2 separate regions of the Salvelinus alpinus genome follow, and region 1 is linked to region 2. The links are chromatin contacts, called in public Hi-C maps. All regions are on one chromosome and are shown on one strand. Each heading gives the region's core, a stretch centred on a gene start, on an enhancer-like site or on the middle of the called end of the contact. The rest is flanking DNA. Distances are from core to core; before and after follow the strand shown. Region 1 holds the start of LOC139545901 (palmitoyltransferase ZDHHC8B-like). Region 2 holds the start of LOC139545905 (ran-specific GTPase-activating protein-like).

Region 1 (4,441 bases), core at 1,811-4,310, 130 kb before region 2:
ATCAGCGCGGTGGATGTAGCGGCGGAAAGCAGCCTCGATTCGGGCCCCGTCCTCGTGGTACTGCTGTAGAGCGGTAGAGAGGTCCACAGTGGTTGTGTAAGACGAGTGTTTGAGCTGACCTATGACCTCTCATTGCATTGCATTGCATTGCATTGAATGATACATACAAGCAGACACCTGTAACTATAATGAACAAAAATATAAACACAACATGTAAAGTGTTGGTCCCATTTTTCATGAGCTGAAATAAAATATCCCAGAAATGTTCCATACGCACAGAAAAGGTCTCTCTCAAACTTTGTGCACAAATTTGTTTACATCCCTATAAGTGAGAATTTCTCCTTTGCCAAGATAATCCATCCACCTGACAGGTTTGGCATATCAAGAAGCTGATTAAACAGCATGATCATTACACAGTGGGTGGGCCTATGCCCTCCTAGGGCCACCCATGGCTGCATCCTTGCCCAGTCATGTGAAATCCATAAATTAGGGCCTAAGGAATTTATTTCAATTGACTGATTTCCTTCTATAAACTGTAACACAGTAAAATCTTAGAAATTGTTGCATGTTGAGTTTATATTTTTGTTCAGTATAGATAACAAGTGAAAGGGACACTGAACAGGAGGTAATATGACAGACACACAGGCCATTGAGAATCCAGAATGGCCATCTCACCACAGCGTCAGGCTTCCAGTGGGTGACAGGAGGCACAGGTTCGATGGGTGCTCCTTCTCTTAGCAAATCACAGCTCACCAGCTCCACCCCTAAACCAATAACATACCGGAAGATTAAAGTTAGTTAGCGGTGAGTAGTGAAATACTCATCATGATTCATGACATTTTTACTCTGAAATATCTGAGATCAAAGCTTCTGAGGCTGTTATCAGATAGAGCCTTGGTATCAGGTGATGTAAATATCTGCAAGATGTATAGGAGCAGGTAACCAGCCCTTCTCCTGAACTACTGGGGCTGCTGGCTTTTGCTCCTGCTCTACACAAACACACCTGATTCAACCATATGGTCTATGGATTCAGTTGAATCAGGAGTGTTAAATTCAGTCGGAGAAATCCTTCAGGATGGTAGCTCTCCAGAAGGAGATTTGGTCACTCCTGATGTACGTTACTGGTTAGTCTCATGGGACCTGGAGCTGAATATTGTATATACTCCGGAATACGCCTCAGCTGTAAAGTGAATATTGTACATACTCCGGCATACGCCTCAGCTGTAAAGTGAATATTGTACATACTCCGGCATACGCCTCAGCTGTAAAGTTTGCCGGTCTATGGTTCTGACCTGGGAGGTATTTGCTGATGATGTTGGCAGTCTCGGTGGCCCTGGCCATAGTGGAGTGGACCATGATGTCATACTTTAACCCAAGGGCAGCCAACCGCTGGCCAGTAAACTCAGCCTGCTCCCGACCTGCAGAATACAAACACATAGTCCACAAAATTAGCAGACTGCAATTGTGAACCACTTTCACCACCTCTGTTGAGTGCTGCTGAATATGCTCTTCTTATTCACTAAAACTCAACTGTTGAGCTGGAGAGTAGAGTTGAGAACTAGGTCTATGTTTCATGCCTTTAGCAACATGAGTACACAGCAGCACAGGGTACACAACCTAAAGGGGTGAGGATTCTCTCATGGTCTCCATTGCCACTCAAGTTGTACTGGGAGTGTCTGATGAGGAGGATGTTGCGTGTGGCTTTGGGTTTCCCATTGTCCTGCTCTGAGCTTGGGTCTTCACTGACGACCTCCTTCTTCCCATTTGTCAACAGTGCGGACAGGTCCCGCCTAGTACAGTACAGAGGGAACAAATTAGTGATGTATGTGTGTTGTGGTTTACTTCTCTTGATGACATGCCAAGAGCCCAGACCTGTCAGGCTGTCAACATGTTGTCGCTGGCTGCTAATATCAATCAATCACACTGACTCAGTCAGACTAAACTACTTGACCCACATGAACAGATCTGACCGCCCTCTATGTTTTATAGTAGTCTGCATCAGACTTAGCTAATAAAGGAGGCATACTTATCCCAGTTGAAGTCCCAGGCATTTCCAGTAGATTCAACAGTGCGGTTCCCCGCTGGCTGTGCAGCTCGCAAAACATTGAACAGGCTCCACCGAGCGGCTCGCGTGTGGCCGAAACAGCCCTGGTATTCAGCTGCGGCAGCCGCAACAACCAGCACCGCTGATCCACCAGCGAACCCACACACTATTTTAATTGTCCTCCGATATGACATGTTGTGAAAAACTATCGGTTCTTTGCAGTGCGTTTGCTAGGTAGCGAGCTAACTTGCTAATGCCGCCCAACGTCTGTAGTAGAAGAGATTCCTTTCAAGAACTGAGGAGCGGCTAATCCTGACCTAGCTAGATCAGCCTCTGGTTTGGTCTGTGGATTTACACCCTTTCTATGTGCAGGAATAGAGTGAATACCCTCCAACGACTCTTTAATCACTGGCTAAAAATAAGTCCAGTCAAAGATTATGAAGCTTCTTGGAATCACTTAACAAGCTAGCAGCTAACTAAAAAGGAAAACATAGAGCGCTTGGAACTATGGTGTCTCGCTAGAGCCAAAGAACCAGCTAGCGCAGATATTACGATACGCGAAAGCGCTGGACAAAACGAACAAATTATTAACCATTAGAGGGCGCGCACAGCCCATGAAACATATGCCAAAGACCTGAAAATTCAGCAGGGGTGCAGAGAGATTGTGGAGGTCCTTATTATAATAAATAATGTGTATCTCTTTTGGATTTTCACTCTCTACCATCACAGTAGGGCCAAAATCAAAAGGAATGTATATGTAACAAAAGTTGCATAAAACGATAGTGATGAGTGACTGGTTTAGATATGCAAAAAAAAAAAAATGCAAAATGAAATGAAATATATTAAATCCGATTTCAGGGTGAATAAAACGTGTGGCCCCTGGCTGTAACCTAAGCATCCCATCACAGTCCTCTTCGTTTTGCATTGAACTAGCTTTAAAATATATTATATTGTTATCTTCAACCTAGGCTCCACCTTTCAAGCGGTTTTGTGACCTCACTCGTGGGCTGGATTGCTAGAGTGGGATTTCTAGTCTTTCGGAGCGCAGTATATTTTTGCTTGTCTATCTTTGGATCTGTGTGCGTTTAACAGTAATAAAGACATATTTTCTGAATCGGTAAATGTAGATATTTCAGACTGGATCTTTACATCTGTATACCGTCTCCAATTGGAATAAATAATTGAGGAATGTGGAAATTACAGAATGCCCAACAGCGTTGGAAAGAGATTTAAACCCACCAAATACATCCCGGTATCTACTGCTGCCACTTTTCTTGTGGGATCCACCACCTTATTCTTCGTTTTTACGTAAGTTTTATCCTTGTTTAAGTCATACATGCTTCTGCTAATAGTCTACACATAATAAAGCGTCCTCATTAGTATCAGTCCTAGCCTAGGTCCAATGATCTGGTGGTAACCAATGGCTATTACTGTTAGAAGTTTTTGTTGGAGAGGTTTAGACTGCTTTTTCGGGTCGGATCTTTATGCTGTTATGAATGGTTTTATAAAATGTTTTGACTGTGCACGGAACAGGTTATTATTGTCTTGTACTGGTTTTGGTGACAATGTTTAGGTGTGTCGAGGCATTATGGTAGAAACTCCTTTGTGACATGTAGGCCAACTTTAGGCTATATTTGTTTTCCAAATGCATTTTTTTTTCTAGAATAAACGTCATTGGACACCCCACTCAAGCTTGAAGTAGCCTAGGAGGTAGGCACATAGCGGGTATAGGTTGCTATGAAGCCGTAGTCCGCCATACTTGCCAGCTAGTTTCTCCTTTAGTTCTACGGGCAAAACAAGCAACGGAGCAACGAATTGTTATATTGTTGCAACTGGTAGCTTGGGTTATGGATGAGTTCAATATTGAATAGGAATACTGCCTCGCCTTCGAAATCTACATCTAAGTGTTTAACGGGACATTTACTCCTGTCACTCAAGTGCATGCGCTCTGAAGGTTGTAGTGTTTCGAGCCGTACCGCTTCACCTTCATTATGGAAATGTATGTGGTTTACAATGAGTGACGTTTTTCTGAAGGTTCTTTTTTCCACCCTGATTTGTTTTGTTCTATTTGTTTTGTTCTAGACACACACACACACACACACACGGTCCCACGTCATGGATTGCATTCCTGATTGACCCTGTGATCTACTTCAAATGCATAATTTATAGACAGGCTAATAATCTGATTGTAACATTTGAAGTACAGCCTAGGCCTGCTGTAAATTTGAATCTGCACTTAGATTTACAGCTGAGTCTATTTGCTTATGGAGACTAGTGGTTTGACTGAACTAATGAGATTTATTGTCTATTTTGTGGTCAAATAGGTGGCACTTTCTACTCCGGCTGGTTTAGAGAGACACCACACCACGTTACATGTTATTTGTCCTACACCTGTTG
Region 2 (4,523 bases), core at 109-2,608:
TAACGTTACTTAGCTAAATGTATACACAAGTACTGATAAAGTTGACGCTAGTTTCTTTCGGCCTGGGGTTAGCCAGCCAGCTAGCTTGCTAACGTTAGCTAGGCCACTGAGAAAGCACTTGACCAGTTAGCACAGTAGTAGGTTAGCTAGCTAGACATGAAAAAGGTTTGGCTTGTGTAAATGACACAGTGGGTAATTGCATTTACCTAGTTCTGTTAAATCAGTGTAAACTCAGAACACAATGAATAAAGCAATATGCTATCTAGCTACTGTAGCTATTGCATTGTCTGAGGAACTGGCTTATGTTGCCAACTGGCTGGCTAACAGTAGCAATTACTGTACAGTAGGGGTAATAGACAACTCTTACCAACGCCAAATAGTGTCCAAGTGATATCGCAGACAAATACATATTAGGTTTAAATAATAATTTTGAAAGTAGTGGCGCCACGATTATATACTTGTTCGCTATCTATATGGCTAGCTAGTTAACCTTAGTTAGCTTTGGACCAGGTATAAAGAAGGGCGGCAAAAGTATTGAGTTGCACACTTTTGACACATACAACAAAAGGCATAACTGAATGACCATTATCTGGAAAATTTTGTTTTGAGGCCGCTTTACACTTTTTATCCCCAATATTGATGTTTAACAAGGTTGTTAAAAAAAATCAACATCCCAACCCGGCATTTTTATCTTTCTGGGTACAACCCTAGCAATATAAAACTTTGAGAATGCCAACCAAAACATTATAACTGAAATAAAATGTACATTTCATTAAATGCACGATACATACACATGTTAAAAATTCATACGCTCACCTTCGGATCTGCCATATTAATGTAGATGTTTGTAGATTATGGAATTTAGTTTGATTGATTCAAAAACCAAAAACTCGCAGTTCCTCTCTTCCTGCTGTAGATTTCGCGCGCCGAAATGTCCTACTCGCGTTTTCCCCATCCCGGCACCCCTCCACTTTCGACACTATTTTAAAGGGCTTTACATTGAGCCATAAAATAACTTTTAAACGTATAAAATGCTCTTTACCAAATACAATAATTACGAACATGTTTACACTCGGTGTATTATTGTTTTCTTTATTAAATATGGTTATTTGCTTGCAATGCACTTCAAAGTCTACTCTACGCATTTTATAACTATGTGAAAGGATGCTACATATCTTCAAAACTGGCATGTGTGTTTGAAACGTTGGATAAATACGTAGCTAGCTAAAATGTCAACAAAAGTAACAACCTTTCACATTGCAACCAAAGAGTTTTTATAACTAACCCAAGATACAGAGCCTGTCGTTTACAATGGGAGCAAATTAATCATAGTGGGCAGAGCAAACAAGGAGGTGGGCAGAGCCAAGCACGAGCTAGTGAGATCCTATTGGCGCGTTCTAGCATTTGTTAGCACATTTCCATTAGGTAACGCCTACTCTGTGAAGTGCGCGTGTGCAATAACTCAATTCGCCATTTGCACTCCTTCTAAACAACGCAATTTTTTGAAACTTTGGCAAAGGGTAAAGTCTACAAAATGCAGTCCACTCTGTTTGATACATATGGTACTTTTGAAAACAGAAAACTGTATCGAGATCAAATTTTAAAGGGCTTTACTATTTTAAAGGGCTTTACATTGAGCCATAAAATAACTTTTAAACGTATAAAATTAGCAAATTAAATCGATGAGAAAATTTGCAGAATGTCGGCAAAAATCAATCTCGTTCCATCTTCTCCCACTGCCGGTCACTGGGCTTCCTCCCGTTACCATATTTGGTAGTGAGTGGAAACGCCAACCGGATGCTTCACATTTATATATCCGGTAAAATATCGGGCACATTTGTTTATCTGTATATCTAGCAGCTTCGTCACTTCCTGTGTCGGAACATTTTTATTATTTTTTTTCTAGATTTATCATTCTACTATAACACAATTTATCAGGAATCATGCAGAATGCATTCAATAAATTGTCAGCGGAAATATATAGTGACGTATTTTTTTCTTAACGCCTCATGTCAAAGTTCATATTTTCCACGTGTCCCACAACATGGCAGCCCGCAGTTTCTTATAGTCAGAAGTGAATTGCCCTTAAGCAAATATTATTTGTCAGAGCTGTAAAAGCAGAAGTGAAGGTGATTTTATTGTTTGCTCTTCTGTATAGTAAGTCCTAGGCTAGTCGTTATTTTCAGTGCTAAATTATGCTCGTGCTTTTGGTCATTTGCATTGCTCAATCTCAGCCACTTTGCTACACTCACTGTAACTGTAACAACTCTGTAAGATATGCATACCTAAAGAAAGCAGTGCAGAAATAGTGCATGTCTGATATGTGTATTTTCAAATGTCACTTTTGAAATGCAGACTGATAGTCCAGATGAAGCACATTTTTGTTAATGATGTCAACTATCCCCCTCAAACAGAACATGACAGATGTTGGTGACATCCCAGTGGTAGGTTCTCCATCACTGAAAGAGGAGAAGACATCTGACCCCAAAGAAGATGGGGTGAAAACAGATGAACCCAAAGCTGAAGGTGAAGGAGAAGAAGCAGCTTCTTCCGACCCTAATAATCTGTACCGCTACGTCCAAGCGGACCTCTTCACCTCTGAGATCTTCAAAGTGGAGATCCAGAACCTTCCCAAATTCATCGGTTTCAACGACCTGAAGAAGTTCCTGGAGAAGCATCGCCTTAACCCGCACAAGATCAAACTGTTCGGGAAGCAGACGTTTGCCTTCGTCACCTTCAAGAACGAAGAGGAGAGGGACAAGGCCATGAAGATGGTGCACGGCATGCAGTGGAAGGGCCGGGTGCTTAGTGTGCGCCTGGCCAAGCCCAAGGCGGACCCTATGCTCAGGAAGAGGGGGCGGGATGAGGCCGGGAGTGCCGGGCAGCCCCCCTCCAAGCGGCAGGAGGCAGAGGAGGACGAGGCGCCGCTCAGCATACAGATTGCCAACGTGGTGACGCCCCTGTGGAATGTGCCTTATGAGGAGCAGCTGAGGAGGAAGGAGCAGGAGGTGGAGGGGGTGCTGCAGAGACTGGCCAGGTACAGAGATGTGTATCGACCCATGCCATGTGTGGCTTCTGGTTCACTTCACAAGAATAACCTCAAGTGGGGCATCGATAGGATTACTGCAGTCTATTGCATTATATCCTGTCTTATTATATCCTGCCATGAAAGACACCACAGAAATGTACTAATGAGATGACTTCATAGTTTATAGATGACTTTAAGGCCTTTATCTGGTCCTTCCTTTGCTCTAATGAACATAACAATTGGATGTCTTTATTTGAGTATGTCTTTAATAACAATTGCCTACAGAGAAGTGTGTTACTCAAACTACACAAAGGAAAACTGACTGTACATCATGTTATTATGTCCTCCCATTTTCTGTTCAGAGAAATAGGCAACACCAACAAAGCGATGCTGCCCTGGCTGTTTGTGCAGAAGGAGAAGTACAAGAGAATGTGTTGCCCTCTGGAAGAAATTTGCCCATCTCCGTCACAGGTACAATGCAATACTGTAGAAACCTCTCTTAGTGCTGTTGTTTTGAGACCCCCAGGATGTTATATTTAAGCAATAAGGCCCGAGGGGGTGTGGTATATGGCCAATATGTCAGAGCAGCTCACAGATCACTGCACTTGTACATAGCCCATCCAACTACCTCATCCCCATACTGTATTTATTTATTTATTTATTTATCTTGCTCCTTTGCACCCTAGTATCTCTACTTGCACTTTCATCTTCTGCACATCTACCATTCCAGTGTTTAATTGCTATATTGTAATTACTTCGCCACCATGGCCTATTTATTGCCTTACCTCCCTTATCCTACCTTATTTGCACACACTGTATATAGACTTTTTTCTACTGTATTATTGACTGTATGTTTGTTTATTCCATGTGTAACTCTGTGTTGTTGTATGTGTCGAACTGCTTTGCTTTATCTTGGCCAGGTCGCAGTTGTAAATGAGAACTTGTTCTCAACTAGCCAACCTGGTTAAATAAAGGTGAAAAAATAAATAAATACCACGCCAAAGGGCTGTTCATATGCGCAATGCAGAGTGCCTGGATACAGCCCTTAGCTGAGGGGTCTTATTGAGATAATAAACAGGTTACCAACGTAATTAGTAAACAAGTAGTTTTGCGTCATACCTGTGGTATATTGTCTCATATACCACAGCTTTCAGCCAATAAGCATCCAGGGCTCGAACGACCTGTTTTATAATAGGCCTACATATGGCTGCCTGCCCTGGCAACCTGGGGTGAACCTTTGCTGTCGCAGCTTGTAAAGATTTTTTGTGACTACATCAAGAACCTGAAATCATTATGGCTATTTCGTTGTGGGGTTGATTGAACTAAATCCAGATGCACTCTGGCCTTTTGATCATCCTGCTGAAAATGAGTATCTCACCTACTAGCAAGGCGTTTGACAACCTGGTGTCTTAACGAAATACATACACTGACTTCAGTCCCTGCCTGGGTATGCACATGCTGAACTTTGACCCTAAGCATCCCTTTGAAAAGAGTC

Evidence for each region. A called contact is a pair of places that touch in the nucleus more often than the background predicts.
Region 1: a contact with region 2 is called in a Hi-C map of muscle, with 6 times the contacts expected there. The contact joins the promoter of LOC139545901 here to the promoter of LOC139545905 in region 2. A contact is called at or near these places in 2 of 3 Hi-C or Micro-C datasets (muscle and red muscle).

The regions. Positions count from the first base shown.
Region 1 is chr19:25,980,994-25,985,434 of SLU_Salpinus.1, reverse strand. LOC139545901 (palmitoyltransferase ZDHHC8B-like) reads left to right here and starts at 3,060. Exons shown (of 11, transcript XM_071354110.1): 1 at 3,060-3,352. The coding sequence starts at 3,249. It overlaps LOC139545196 (serine/threonine-protein phosphatase PGAM5, mitochondrial-like), which reads right to left and starts at 2,564. Exons shown (of 6, transcript XM_071352700.1): 1 at 2,027-2,564; 2 at 1,618-1,790; 3 at 1,293-1,418; 4 at 676-764; 5 at 1-63. The coding sequence starts at 2,238.
Region 2 is chr19:25,847,901-25,852,423 of SLU_Salpinus.1, reverse strand. It overlaps LOC139545905 (ran-specific GTPase-activating protein-like), which reads right to left and starts at 1,358. Exons shown (of 7, transcript XM_071354117.1): 1 at 1,286-1,358; 2 at 817-979. The coding sequence starts at 831. It overlaps trmt2a (tRNA methyltransferase 2 homolog A), which reads left to right and starts at 1,904. Exons shown (of 12, transcript XM_071354114.1): 1 at 1,904-2,157; 2 at 2,415-3,037; 3 at 3,391-3,499. The coding sequence starts at 2,418.